Linked DNA regions of Mus musculus: all the other regions are linked to region 3. Evidence: chromatin contacts called from public promoter capture Hi-C data. All regions are on one chromosome and are shown on one strand. The core of a region is the stretch at or near the end of the contact, and the rest is flanking DNA. Distances in the headings are between cores, read along the strand shown.

Evidence for each region. Promoter capture Hi-C pulls out the DNA fragments that hold promoters and counts their contacts. Capture Hi-C pulls out chosen DNA fragments and counts their contacts.
Region 1: a contact with region 3 is called in a promoter capture Hi-C map of hippocampal neurons, with 2.3 times the contacts expected there. The contact joins the enhancer-like site here to the promoter of Usp50 in region 3. A contact is called at or near these places in 11 of 39 promoter capture datasets (the 3T3-L1 cell line, 3T3-L1-derived adipocytes, the HPC-7 cell line and 7 more), 2 of 484 Hi-C or Micro-C datasets (the G1E-ER4 cell line and the HPC-7 cell line) and 2 of 9 other capture datasets (liver and pancreatic islet).
Region 2: a contact with region 3 is called in a promoter capture Hi-C map of adipose tissue. The contact joins the promoter of Hdc here to the promoter of Usp50 in region 3. A contact is called at or near these places in 12 of 39 promoter capture datasets (the 3T3-L1 cell line, 3T3-L1-derived adipocytes, the C10 cell line and 7 more) and 3 of 9 other capture datasets (adipose tissue, macrophages and pancreatic islet).
Region 4: a contact with region 3 is called in a promoter capture Hi-C map of liver. The contact joins the enhancer-like site here to the promoter of Usp50 in region 3. A contact is called at or near these places in 18 of 39 promoter capture datasets (the 3T3-L1 cell line, 3T3-L1-derived adipocytes, the C10 cell line and 13 more), 1 of 15 datasets of contacts at CTCF or cohesin (the NIH/3T3 cell line), 3 of 484 Hi-C or Micro-C datasets (the HPC-7 cell line, bone marrow-derived macrophages and microglia), 2 of 115 datasets of contacts at active chromatin or transcription factors (both in embryonic stem cells) and 3 of 9 other capture datasets (adipose tissue, liver and pancreatic islet).

Annotation. Positions count from the first base shown.
Region 1 is chr2:126,639,450-126,642,344 of GRCm38.p6, reverse strand. All of the region lies in intron 7 of Gabpb1 (GA repeat binding protein, beta 1), which reads left to right. Among named protein-coding and RNA genes, the nearest start is that of Hdc, 22 kb to the right of the region's middle. Within about 2 kb of position 1,519, at least 3 of the 459 cell types and tissues checked have an H3K27ac peak or open chromatin away from gene starts, as enhancers often do. A contact at or near this core is called in hippocampal neurons, where this site is marked.
Region 2 is chr2:126,617,378-126,620,375 of GRCm38.p6, reverse strand. Hdc (histidine decarboxylase) reads left to right here and starts at 1,698. Exons shown (of 12, transcript NM_008230.6): 1 at 1,698-1,858. The coding sequence starts at 1,807.
Region 3 is chr2:126,781,760-126,784,993 of GRCm38.p6, reverse strand. It overlaps Usp50 (ubiquitin specific peptidase 50), which reads left to right and starts at 1,534. Exons shown (of 7, transcript NM_029163.3): 1 at 1,534-1,774. The coding sequence starts at 1,707.
Region 4 is chr2:127,030,337-127,033,684 of GRCm38.p6, reverse strand. It overlaps Ap4e1 (adaptor-related protein complex AP-4, epsilon 1), which reads right to left. Exons shown (of 21, transcript NM_175550.3): 6 at 1-155. Among named protein-coding and RNA genes, the nearest start is that of Ap4e1, 23 kb to the right of the region's middle. Within about 2 kb of position 1,499, at least 1 of the 459 cell types and tissues checked has an H3K27ac peak or open chromatin away from gene starts, as enhancers often do. A contact at or near this core is called in liver, where this site is marked.

The sequences.
Region 1 (2,895 bases), core at 270-2,769, 140 kb after region 3:
GTCGGCTGGCCAGTCTCCTCGCCTCTGACTTCATATCTAGAGGGCTCCATGGAAGCCTCGTACAGACATTGCCTCCTTCCATTGATCAAATTACTAAGATTTTTTTAAAAATCAGATGGATTAAAGTTCTTGTCACTTGTTTATGTGTTTTTCTTGAGACATGATCTCATATTGCTGAGTCTGCCCTCAAAGTTAGTGTGTAGCTGAGGTTTGCCTTGAATTCCTGATTTTCTTGTATCTACATATCTGAGTTCAGTTTTACACTAGTACTACCACACCCAGATGCATGTCCCTTTACCATAGGAACTATGAGCCCTTGTGGCTATTTTAGGTCCCCAAAGAGCATGAAAAAGCAGCTGCCAGATTTTTTGTTTTAACTTTTAAAAATAGTATTCATTTTCTCACTTGAAATCAATTAAATATTCTGGGCAGGGTAGATCTTTCATTCACTTATAGCCTTGTAGAAAAGTTGCTGCTTTGATAAAGTATGCTCAGCCTAACTTTCTAGGGACGATGCTTTAGTGTGTTTGTAAGTTTACAATAAGCTTGATGTCTGAAATTAACCTTTTTGTTCAAAAAACAATAAAACCCCAAAGCTGACCTGGGGCTTATCTAGAACAGGACTAGAAGGGGCTTTGCCAGGGTATACACTTTCCCTACCCACCCACCATGGGAACCACAGAGATTTACAAGGTAGATGAAGTAACAGACAGTTTTAGTGTAACCCGAAGGCTGAAAGTTCCACATTTAAAGTGCTATCAGGCCAGTGTAGTGCTGAGTGCCTTTAGTTCCAGCACTCAGGTAGAAGTAGACAGATCTCTGTAAGCTCAAGGCTAGCTTGCTCTACATAGCAAGTTTGAAGCCAGTACTACACAGTGAGACCCTGTGCCAAAAAGGCTGGTCTGGTCTGGAACTCACAGAGATGCAACCACCTCTCCCTGGCTGCTGGAATTAAAAGCATCCGCCACTACACACAATTTTTTTTTTTTTTAAGATAGAGAATGAACAAAGAAAACATGATGTCAGTCTCTTGTCTCCAAATGTCCAGGCATACTTATGCACACATCCATGTAAACATTTACGTGCACCACACACGCACACATACGAACTGGATTAAACAAAAGGATCTCTCAAACCAGACACTAGACGAATGCACTGATTTTATTTATGAGCAGATGCAAGTCAACTCATGTTTTGTAAATGGGAGACTCTGTGTCCAGGAACATTCAGTTCTTCCTGAGTAAATGTAATATGCCATTAAAGCAATGCTAGTGTGTTAGTAACAGTGTCAGAAACTGTAACTTAAACAATAGACATGAACTTTTCGTGGTCCAACATCAAGTGTCAGCAGGTTTCTTTGGCTTGTCGATAGCTGCATTCCAGCTGTGTCCTATCTTCTCTCAAAAGGACACAGAGATAGAATAGCTCATGATTTTACCTTGATTCCATTGAAGGGCCCTGCTTCCAAATATAATCATTCTAGGTTACTGAAGGTTACAGCTTTTACTGACAGATGGGAGGGTAGGAGGGACATGCTTTAGTTCTGTAACTAGTCAGATGGATTCTAAAGTTAATGTTGCTAGAGCAAAGAATTAGGAAAACTCTGAAAAAGAAAAATAGTAAACTGTTAAAGCCTCTATAATTTAAAATGTCTAACATGCCCTGTATCATGTCCAGTGAAAGAGAATTTCTCCATTCTTGTTATAAATATAATATGATATGAATAAAATGAAGTAACATTTTCTTGGTATAGTTGATATTGTAAGTTTTTATTTTATGTGTATGAGAACCTGCCTGCATATTTTCATGTGTGCTATATGATTGCAGTACCCATGGCGGCCAGAAGAGGGTGTCATATCCCTTAGAACTGGAATTACAGACCGTTGGAAGCTGCCAGGTGGTGCTAGGAATTGAGCCCAGGGCCACTGGAAGAGCAGCTCTTAACTGCTAAGCCACCTCTCCAGGCCCATTTCTAATGTTTTATATTACCATACATTGTGCTACAAGTTTCACTATTTTTAAATTTGTTACCTTTGTTACAGAAATTTTCATGTTTTGACAACATTTTAAAAGTGCTTACCTTTATTTACTTGTTGGGAGGAAACTGTGTGCCACAACACACATGCACGAGAGAGCATCCTTCTACCACATGAATCCCAGCCATTGAATTCAGGTCAGGCTTGGTGGCAAGTGCCCTTACCTGAGGAGCCATCTTGCTGGCCATGTTTTAGTAAGGAATCTGAGGCAGGGTCTCACTGTGTAGACCAAGCTGGCTTTGAACTCACAGAGATCTGCCTGGCTCTGCCTCCTGAGTTCCTCACCATGCTCCATTTGACGAAAAGTTTTGATAGTCTTAGAAAACAGTGGTAATTTCTCTTGTGACTTAAAAACATTAATTAAATTTTTTTCTTCATGGCTGTCAAATATGTTCTACACTGCTCTGCAAAGCAAGGGTATGTGCTTTCTGTATGTTCATGTTTATATGAAAACATCAAAAATGTAAACAGTGCCCACAGATTCACCAGGGACACTGCTACAGTGTTCACAGTTGTGTGTATTCAGGGACAGTATTAGCAGGCCGAAGATAGCTGTGTGCTGAGAAAAGATGGAGTTGGTGCTCGAGTGGGTGTGCTTTCTGTTTGCCTCCCATGGGTATTTGTTGTCTTTACACAAATTATTGTAAGACTAATATGCAAGAAACTAATAAAAGCAATTCTGTCAGCAGGTGCCCAGGATACTCTTAACATATGCATCTTTAATATTACTTTGACCATTCAGCTGTGTGGATGAGTATATTATGTGTAAGAGTGCCATCAGTAGCACTACAGTAAGTGGGCTTCAGTGAGAAAATGAAGGGAACCAGCAGGGACCTCTTCATAGAGGAGCAGTGTTTGG
Region 2 (2,998 bases), core at 449-2,948, 160 kb after region 3:
GGTTGGCCCCGAACTCAGAGATCTGCCTGCCTCAGCCTCCCAAGTCCTGGGAATTAAGTCAAGTGCCGCCGCCACCTGGCTCCTCTTCCCTTTCTTACGTGTGAAGTTTCTCCTATATACCATTCAAGCCCTGGCATATACCACCTGACCTCTGATTCAATCAATCCAATTATGACACTGAGTGGAGTTAGAGTCCAGACTGTGAGTTCAGCCTCTTTAGTCGGCTCCAACTTCAGCCACAGGTTCCCAGTAAGGAGTTTGCTACCTGTGCTTGCTACTATGTCTTTGTGGATTCCCACATCTTTCTTGGGTTTGATTAATTTGCTGGCGTGGCTCACAGAATTATAGCAAACATGATTACTTTTGATCGAGACAGATGTGATGACAGTTGGGTGAAGGGTGACACTTGGGGTGTGGAGCTGCCTTCTTTGGGTGCTTATCCTTCAGGTAGCCCTGCAAACATTTCAAATCTGCTCCAGAGGTACTTTTAAAAAAGGGAGATGGGAACTGGGGACCAAAGGCAAGGCCTCGGGCGGGCGTGCTAGGTGAGCGGTTTGCCACTGAGCCCCACCCTTGTTTAACCTTTAGCTCTTTCTCCCATTCTTCCCCCTGACCACCCCCCATGAAGTCTGTTGTGTAAGTACAGGTAATGCTTTAGACACTGTTTTTCTCAGATTGTGTTCAAGCTCTTGGGTGCAGGCATCCGCAGTCCAGAGCCTCTGAGGAACAAAGGGACCTCGATATAAAGAACAAAAAGCTCTTGGTATTCGGGAAAACTCCGAAGGATTTTTGTTGTTTTGTGGCAGTGTTGGGGTTCAGGACAAACACACCACCCCAGAATATGATTTCAGGAGAAACTGCCATCCCCGCCCCCACTAGTACGCTTCCTTTGTGTTATCTCGAGAAGCCCTGGACGTAGGAGGAGTTCTCAAAAGCTGTTCTTTCGTAAGAGATGGTCAGGAAGAAACGTTGATTAGGAAAAGTACTCGACTCAGGAAGAGGAGGGGTACAGATAACTGCTGTCACCAGAAAGATTTCCATCTGACAAAGTGGCAATTCTTCCCCCTTACGAATGTGTGTCCCGCACTCTGCTGCACCCAGGCTCCGCTCTGTTCTCCAGCTCTGCTTGCTGTAGAAGCGTCCATCCACTAAAGGGACTTCCAGATTTATTGGCACTGAACAGGTTTTTCCTCCGTTAGCTTAAACAGTAGTCGAGGCAAAGAACCCAGAACAAGTGCTATGTAGTAATGGATAAAAAGAATCCTTCATATCCTGTTGTTGATCTGTCCTGAGCTCAGCCTGGCTAGCTATGGGCTTCTCTGAGCCGGCTCTGCCCTCACCTCATAGAGAAGCCAGGGCAGGAGCAACTCCACCCTCTGTGCTACTTATTGTGAATGCCCTTGGCCTATTTCTGGCCTCTGAGCTAGGAGCTTTATTCAAGGCTGGGGCTCTATGGTCTGAATGCAGGGGCAGGGATGATAGAGGGCTCTTTTACCTTGTCTATCCAGAGCTGCTTGTAGGCTTGGGAGGCTAGGTGCCCCAACTGGTCTAAAAACACCATGTTCTCTGATTCTGTTGATCAAAGTTCAAATCAGAAAGGACGGGGACAAGAGAGGCTGAAATTAAGCCTGAAGGAAGGGACTTTATGGGGGCGGGGCTAAAGGAGGGGAATAGGGAACTCCTTAAATAAGAGATGCACTGGCTGCCAGGGAGTGCACAGCACAGACAAAGGCGACCAAGAAGCCCTGTTGACAGCTGCCTTCCAGCCTCCTCTGTCTGTCTGCCAGGAGGAGCAATCCAAGGGAGATGATGGAGCCCTGTGAATACCGTGAATACCGTGAATACTACCGAGCTAGAGGTGAGTGACAGGGTGGGTCTTCCCTGCTGTTGGAGGCAGGTGAGTGTTTGAGTTGCCTTGGGAGAGCCGGTTTGGCTTCAGTGGTGTTTCTCCTGAATTCTTGAACAGGATGTAGATCAGAGTTTTAACAGGTCCCTCATTCCCTGCCTCTCATGTGCCTACTTCTGTGATTGCTGCCTGTGTCTTGCATTTTGTTTCCTTCTACCTGCCCACAAAATAAACTATCTGTATTTGTGATCCACTCAATTGCCTTATGAAATAGGAAAAAAAAAAAAAAGACTTAAGCATTTGATAGCCCAAACTCTCTTAATATTCATTTCTCTGTGTAAAGTAGTTTATTCTTTTAGTGTTCATGTTTAAACGTTCGCCAAGTGCCCACTTGTATACCAGCTTGCAGGGAAAGCAAAGCCAGGTACCCTGTTTTCAGGCCTGGCTGTCCACAGGTAGGGAAGTGCTTAAAGGGGATTTGTAGGAAGATGAGGATGCATCCAACAAAGTGACTTGTGACATGATGAGTTTGGTTCTGCTTCTTCTGTTTAGTACGCATTAACTGAAATACACATCAACTTAAAATAAAGGTTCTTTTAGAAGCCTATGTGACAACAGAGAACTTTGAATGTCTTTGTAATTTTGTAATAGTCTCATCTCCACTAGAGGGGCCACAGTGTATGAAACTTCTTGGCTGTAAGTTAATATCTATCCTGCTTTAAATCTCTTTTCTCTCTTCTCCCCTATCAACCTTTGTAGGCAGACGCGTATTAGCGTATCATGTGGCTTTTCAACAGTGCACTTAGCTGAGAGTGTGGGTTCCTATCCTGCAGTGGGACACATTTTCCTATGAGACTGTCTGGGGATGAGTGCCAGCTCTCTCATGTCTACTGGGCACCACTCAGTGCTGGGTGCCCAAGGCTGTGGTGGGCTGAAGGAGTCAAGCTCTCTGGTGCCTCAGTTTGTCTAGGCCCAGTTCTGTGTGTAGGGACTTTGCAGAAGCTGAGGTAGAGGGAATAAATCAGGCTCCTTTTCTTCTCTGCTCCTTTGCTCCTTTGCAGGGAGAAGGGGAATGGGAAGGGTTTCTGGTTGCTCATAGTAGGTGCACATCTAGAGGGTGGGAGGCCATGAGAGAGAGCCCCTCTGAAGGGT
Region 3 (3,234 bases), core at 285-2,784:
GCCCTCTTACTTTAGTGTGAGCTGTATGAGCTGTGGGCAGTGGTGCCCTGGTGTGCAGATGAGGCAGGAATGTCACGTGCTAGGCAGTGGGAACACAGCATTGAGGACTGATGAGACAGGAGCTATGCTAGGGCTGTCAGAAGCTAGGTGTCTCCCAGTTAGAGTTAGATTGTATAGGAAGGGAAAATAAATCTAGAAAGGTTGTGACTATTGGTGTGAATTCTGATTCTCAATACATATATGCACATACACAGAGGGGCATCATTATGGATCTAATGTATATTTCTTAGTCATTGTGTGTGTTGCCGGGTGGTTTGGCATAGTGTGTGAGAGAGATCGATGTCATGTGGTGTGTGTTGCAGTGTGTGGCTTACGACTAAAAGGCCTAGAAAGGACACTGCAATCTGTTGAGTGCCTGCAGGCTGTGTGTGCTCCTGGAGCCCAGCTTTCATGAGCTGTCACTCATACTGGGGTCTTCGGTGACACAGCTGAGTCCTATTTGCTCCTGATCTCTCCACCCATATGCCCTAACTGACCCCACTGAAACTCATTGCTCTATGAAGTTGGACTTTGAGAGTATTTTTCCTTCAGCCTGTCTTCAGTACCCTACCTGGGATAAACTGATCCTAAGGGCTCTCTGCCTGCTCTCTGCTGGTGCTTGGCTGACCCAGTAGATCTGCTCAGAGAGCAGGCCAGCAGCAACTAGGCACTCCAGAGGCAAGGCCCCAGCACGGGTGCTTTCCCAGGTCACAGCCCCATGCTTTTAGTTAGAACTGAGGATGCCATCCTTTTCCTCCAGTGGAAAAGTCTGAGTTCAGAAAACCATGTGTGCCCCAGAGGCCACAGCTTGTAAATCCTATAATAAGCCTGTGTGGTGGTTTAAATATGCTTGGCCTATTAGGAGGTGTGGCCTTGTTGGAGGAAATGTGTCATTGTGGGGGTGGGCAATGATTCTTTTCTCCTAACTACATGGGAGCCAGTCTTCTAGTGTCCTTCAGATGAAGATATAGAACTCTCAGCTCCTCCTGCACCATGTCTGCCAGGACATGCCCTTGTTCTCCACCTTGATGATAATGGACTGAACCTCTAAAACTGTAAGCCAGCCCCATTTAAATGTTGTCCTTAGAAGAGTTGCCTTGGTCATGGTGTCTGTCCACAGCAGTAAAACCCTAACAGCCTGTGTACTATGGGTATGTGCCCATATCCAGCTGTGTCTCCATCCCAAGAATAAACAATTCTGGTGACCTCACTGTGTATGCATCGGGATGAGAAAAATCTCACTACCTCCTCCATAGGGGAAGAGATGTCCCTCTAGGGTTCATGGGAGCAGTGTTGCCACACACTGTCCCCAAATCCAGAGGGTGAACATCTCTGTGTGCTTGTGTGTGAGAAACCCAGAAATAGAGGGAGAGCTGTGATGTGGACAATTCGTTCTCAGAAAGTTGATCTTTCAGAAGCATTTCAAACAAACAAATAATGGTATCCCTTGACAACACGTTAGAACCTTGGTATGAAGGGTGACAATTGTGATGCAGGGGAGGATCCAAGAAGAACTGGGCCTGAGTCAAGTGAAATCAGACAGCAACAACACAAAGGGGGGAGGGGGGCATTCAAACGGTTCAAAACCAAAAACAAGCCAGGGAGCAGTCCTGGAGAAATGAAGTTAAAAGGATCAAAGGTAGCTCGTGAGTAGAAGTGAAAGCCTGATGTGCTTCATTGACATGGCGTCTCATCGGCCGGTCCCTGCAGACGACTTCGGTGCCTACTACAACCTGTGAGCCTCTATGTCCTGTGCCTTTATAGATAACCTCAGGAGTGGGGGGCTGGGGGAGGGCTTACCTAGAGGGGGCATGGCACCTGTTGCATTTGGGAGGGCTCTGCCAGATTTGACCCATGAAGGACCCAGAAGAGATAACATACATGTACTCCCTGATCAGTCAGCTCAGGGCCTCCGTGACATCACTGAGTAAAAGTGAGAATGGCACACTTTTCAGATGGGTGAAACTGAGCAGAGGCACTGAGTGAGGCCGCTGAGCGGTGGGGCCTGGATTTCAGATTCAGTCTGTGGGAAGAAAGGTAATAAAGGACAAAGGTGGTGAGCGGCCCTACTGAATCGGTCAGATAAGAGGGAGCTGTGCAGATCAAGGAGGCCTCCTGGAGCCTGCAGTATTTCCCATCTCTGCATGCTGGGCAGATGCTCCAGTCCCGTCTCTCCACATTAAGTCATTTATTCTTTTAAAGATTTTATTTTATGTATATGAATGCTTTGCTGACAATTTAAGCACACCAAAGCAGTGCTCTTGGAGGCCAGAAGAGGGCATTAGATCCCTTGGAACTGGAGACACAAATGGTTGTGAGCTGCCATGTGGTTGCTGGGAAGTGAGCCAGGATCTTCTGAAAGAACAGCAGAAATGCTCTTAACTGCTGAGCCATCTCTTCAGAACCCAAGCTGTGTGTGTGTGTGTGTGTGTGTGTGTGTGTGTATGCACGTATATCTGTATATGTGTGTATACATATATATGTATATATGTGTGTATACATGTAAATATACGTGTATACATACTATACAGGTACATAGATGTATATATACATATATACATACACACATAGACATATATACACACATGTGTATGTGTATATAAGTATATATACATATGTGTGTGTGTGTATAAATATACACTTGTCTTTTTTTGGACACAGGGTTTCTCTGTGTAGCCTTAGCTATTCGTTCTAGAACCCACTCTGTACACCAGGTTAGCCTCAGACTCAGAGATCCCCCCTGCTGCTGCCTCCTGAACGCTAGGATCAAAGGTTTGCACCACCAATAACTGGCTATGTTGTATTCTTTTAAAAGATATCATTTATTATGTGATCTAAGCTAAGCACCTTGCATGGCACCTGCATGGCCCTCGCAGTAACCCTGCCAGGAAGAGGTAGTGTTCCTTGTTTTGCTGGGGGATCAGGAGCTTGAGGCCAAAGCCAGTGCCTCACACAGGCCAAGGACACTTTCTCATGCTGAATGTTTCTGTGTTATAAATGAGCAAACATAAGAACCCTAATCATAAATATATATAATCAGTTATTAGCGTAGCAATGTGCATGTATGCACACATATGTATGCATATATACATACCTGTGCCCTTAACATATGAATGTATATGTTCCTACTATGTGTATGTATCATGCTCACTATAGCTGTCTCCAGACACCAAAAGAAGCTACAAAGGCTCAAAG
Region 4 (3,348 bases), core at 250-2,749, 250 kb before region 3:
TCATCCTAAGGTATATGTGCAAAGAGGCAGCCATGACCCCAACATCTCTGTCACAAAGCGCTTTCCGAAATTTAGTGTGGATGTGCTGTACTTGATTGGGGGCAATGAGGTAAAATTTGTATAATGCCAGAACTGCTTTTCTTCGTATAATCTCCCTAAGGATAAAAAATGAAGTTTAAACAAGGCAACCTGGGCCATCAAGTATCTATTACTAAATATTTTATTCGACTACAACAAAGTACAAAAAAGATAAAAATCCTATTTCTGGCTAAGTATGAATTTAACTGTCTTCTGTAGTGGGGGAGGGTGCTGTGCACAGATCCATATTTGTGTGTGTGGAGGCCATGAACAGGTGCGTGTTTGTGTGTGTGGTGGCTAGGATGATGTCAGTATCTCCCTCTGTCACCCTCTACCTTCTTTTCTGAGACAGGGTCACATACTTAATCTGGAGCTTACTGGTTCAACTTACTAGCCTGGCTGGGCAGAAAGCCCAGGGACCTCCCTCACCATCTCAGCACTGGCTTTACAGGGGCTGACACGTGAAGGTTCTAGGGGTCCTAACTCGCTTCCAAACTTCACAATCACACCCCAAGCACACTGGCAACTGAGCCGTCTCTCAGTCCCTTTTAAGTACTGTTGTTTTATGAGACAGGGTCTCACTATATAGCCCAAGCTGGCCTCCAACTCATGATCTTCCTACCTCAGACTCCAAAATCCTGCAAATACAGGTGTGGAGCACTGTGCCCAAAAAAACCTTAACTGCCTGTCAGTTATAAATTTCTCTAATTATAGAACTTTAAGTAACATGCATAGATTACTTTTGTAATCAATTAAAATAAGATAAATACACTTTTTAATTCCTTGATTCCATTCTTGTCTCTTTATTAGGATGAAAACTGTTCTCTATAAAAGGTAAATGTTTTCCAAGTATTGCTGGGATGGGGAAGCACAAAGATGCTACTTTTCCTACTGGGATTCGTTTTTAAAGCCTTGTGATAAGAAAGAGCTAGAGAAGAAGACGGTCTCACATGTCATCTCTAGCAGATTATGTTTCACCAACATGCAGCAACCATGAAAAGATGATATCATGCATCCTACTTTTTATTTCTTTGGTTGGTTTTGATTTCATGTTTTGTTGTTGTGTTTCAGTGCAGGGGAAATACCTTAGAGAAGCATACATACCAGAGAAGCAAAAGACCCAAGTTCAAATTCCAGCCCCCAAGGTTGGTGGCTCACAACCACCTGTAACTCTAGCACCAGGGGCATCTAATGGACACTGCACTGAGACAGGAGCTTCTGACCAGATTTATGGTCCTAGGCAGGAATTCCCTACTCAAGACTATTCAAGGAAGCCCCTTTTCTAGACTATGGAAACCTACAAGTTTGTAAACTAATTAAAATATATAGTTTAAAAGGAAGGGCTTAAACTGAGTTACCCTGCAGCAGTGGGCAACACTTTTCCCAGAAAACATTGGTTATTAGGTAAATTATTAGTCAGGAAGGTCCGAAAGGCTCCCAGAGCAACCCAGGTCACTGCCATTGCTCCTGTAAGTACATAAAACCCTGCTGATGGAGGCAGCACACGTTTTGGTTATAGAACTCTGTGCTGGCTTTTACCTGAGGGCTGGGGTCTGAGTTCACTTGCCACACATCATAATTACCACAGTAAGGAACTGCATCTGAAGAAGTGTCCTGAGAGCCTTGGGAAGGACCCACCTAACTCTGGGCTACACCTTCTGGGATCCCAATCAAAAGGGTACAGCCAAAGGACAATCAGCCTGCCTTTTGCTGGCTTGGCTTCCCTCTTGCCACAGAGTTGATTTTCCCTGTCACCACTGTTGATTCCTTTGCTGACAGCTGCTGAGGCACTTGGCCTTCTGCCACGAGAGACCCCTGGCTATATATATATATATATATATATATATATATTCACTACTGTGTCCTACCTTTACCCTGCCTATGACAGAGCCCAGAGGGACTACGCTGAGTGATGACGTGCCAGCTGCAAGGACTGAGGGACTATGAGGTTCTCCTCTCGGGTGTGGTTCTTATTGTTACTACTTTAAAGCTGAGTCATTAAATTCTTTTTTTTTTTAAAGATTTATTTATTATATGTAAGTAAGTACACTGTAGCTGTCTTCAGACACACCAGAAGAGGGCGTCAGTTCTTGTTACAGATGGTTGTGAGCCACCATGTGGTTGCTGGGAACTGAACTCAGGACCTTCGGAAGAGCAGACAGTGCTCTTAACCGCTGAGCCATCTCTCCAGCCCCTATTAAATTCTTTAATAAAAATAATTTTCTAATTATGCACGTTGTGTAGATGTGTGTGTGTGTGTGGCTGGAGAGATGCCTCAGTGGTTAAGAGCACATGCTGCTCTTCACCTCTTCCTGAGGACTCGAGTTCGATTCCCAGCACCATGTCAGGCAGTTTCTAACTGCCTATGATTCCAGCTCCAGGACATCTAACCCTTTGACTTCTATAAGCACCTACACTGATGTGCACACACCCACACAGATACACATAATAAAAAGAATAAAAAATATTTAAGACAGGCACACCTCCTTGGAGATAGACCCTTTATGAAACACAACAGACCTGTCAATCAAGATGTGCCAGGGCAATAGTGACATGACTATTATAGGGGTGACCAACCACTCTCTAACTGGATGTGAGGCCTGCTCCACAGGAGGGAATTTATGCCTGGTATTGGGAACCTGGTCCGAAGTTTAGGGCTCATGGGCCCTATGCAAGAACCTACTACTATTATTTTGCTAAATAGACACATTGCCAAGCTGTCTTCTAAATATTTATGTTTTTAACCATAAATTAGTGCTTTCTCGACCAGAGAAATACCTGTCAGAAGCCACCTAGGAAAGGCTATGGCCCAAGATATAAGATACAATTTCCTAAACACATGAAACTCAAGAAGAATGAAGACTGAAGTGTAGACACCATACCCCTCCTTAGAATTGGGAACAAAACACCCTTGGAAGGAGTTACAGAGACAAAGTTTGGAGCTGAGATGTTATGGACCATGTAGAGACTGCCTTATCCAGGGATCCACCCCATAATCAGCATCCAAACGCTGACACCATTGCATACACTAGCAAGATTTTATCGAAAGGACCCAGATGTAGCTGTCTCTTGTGAGACTATGCCGGGGCCTAGCAAACACAGAAGTGGATGCCCACAGTCAGCTAATGGATGGATCACAGGGCTCCCAATGGAGGAGCTAGAGAAAGTACCCAAGGAGCTAAAGGGATCTGCAACCCTATAGGTGGATCAACATTATGAACTAACCAGTACCCCGGAGCTCTTGACTCTAGCTGCATATGTATCAAAGGA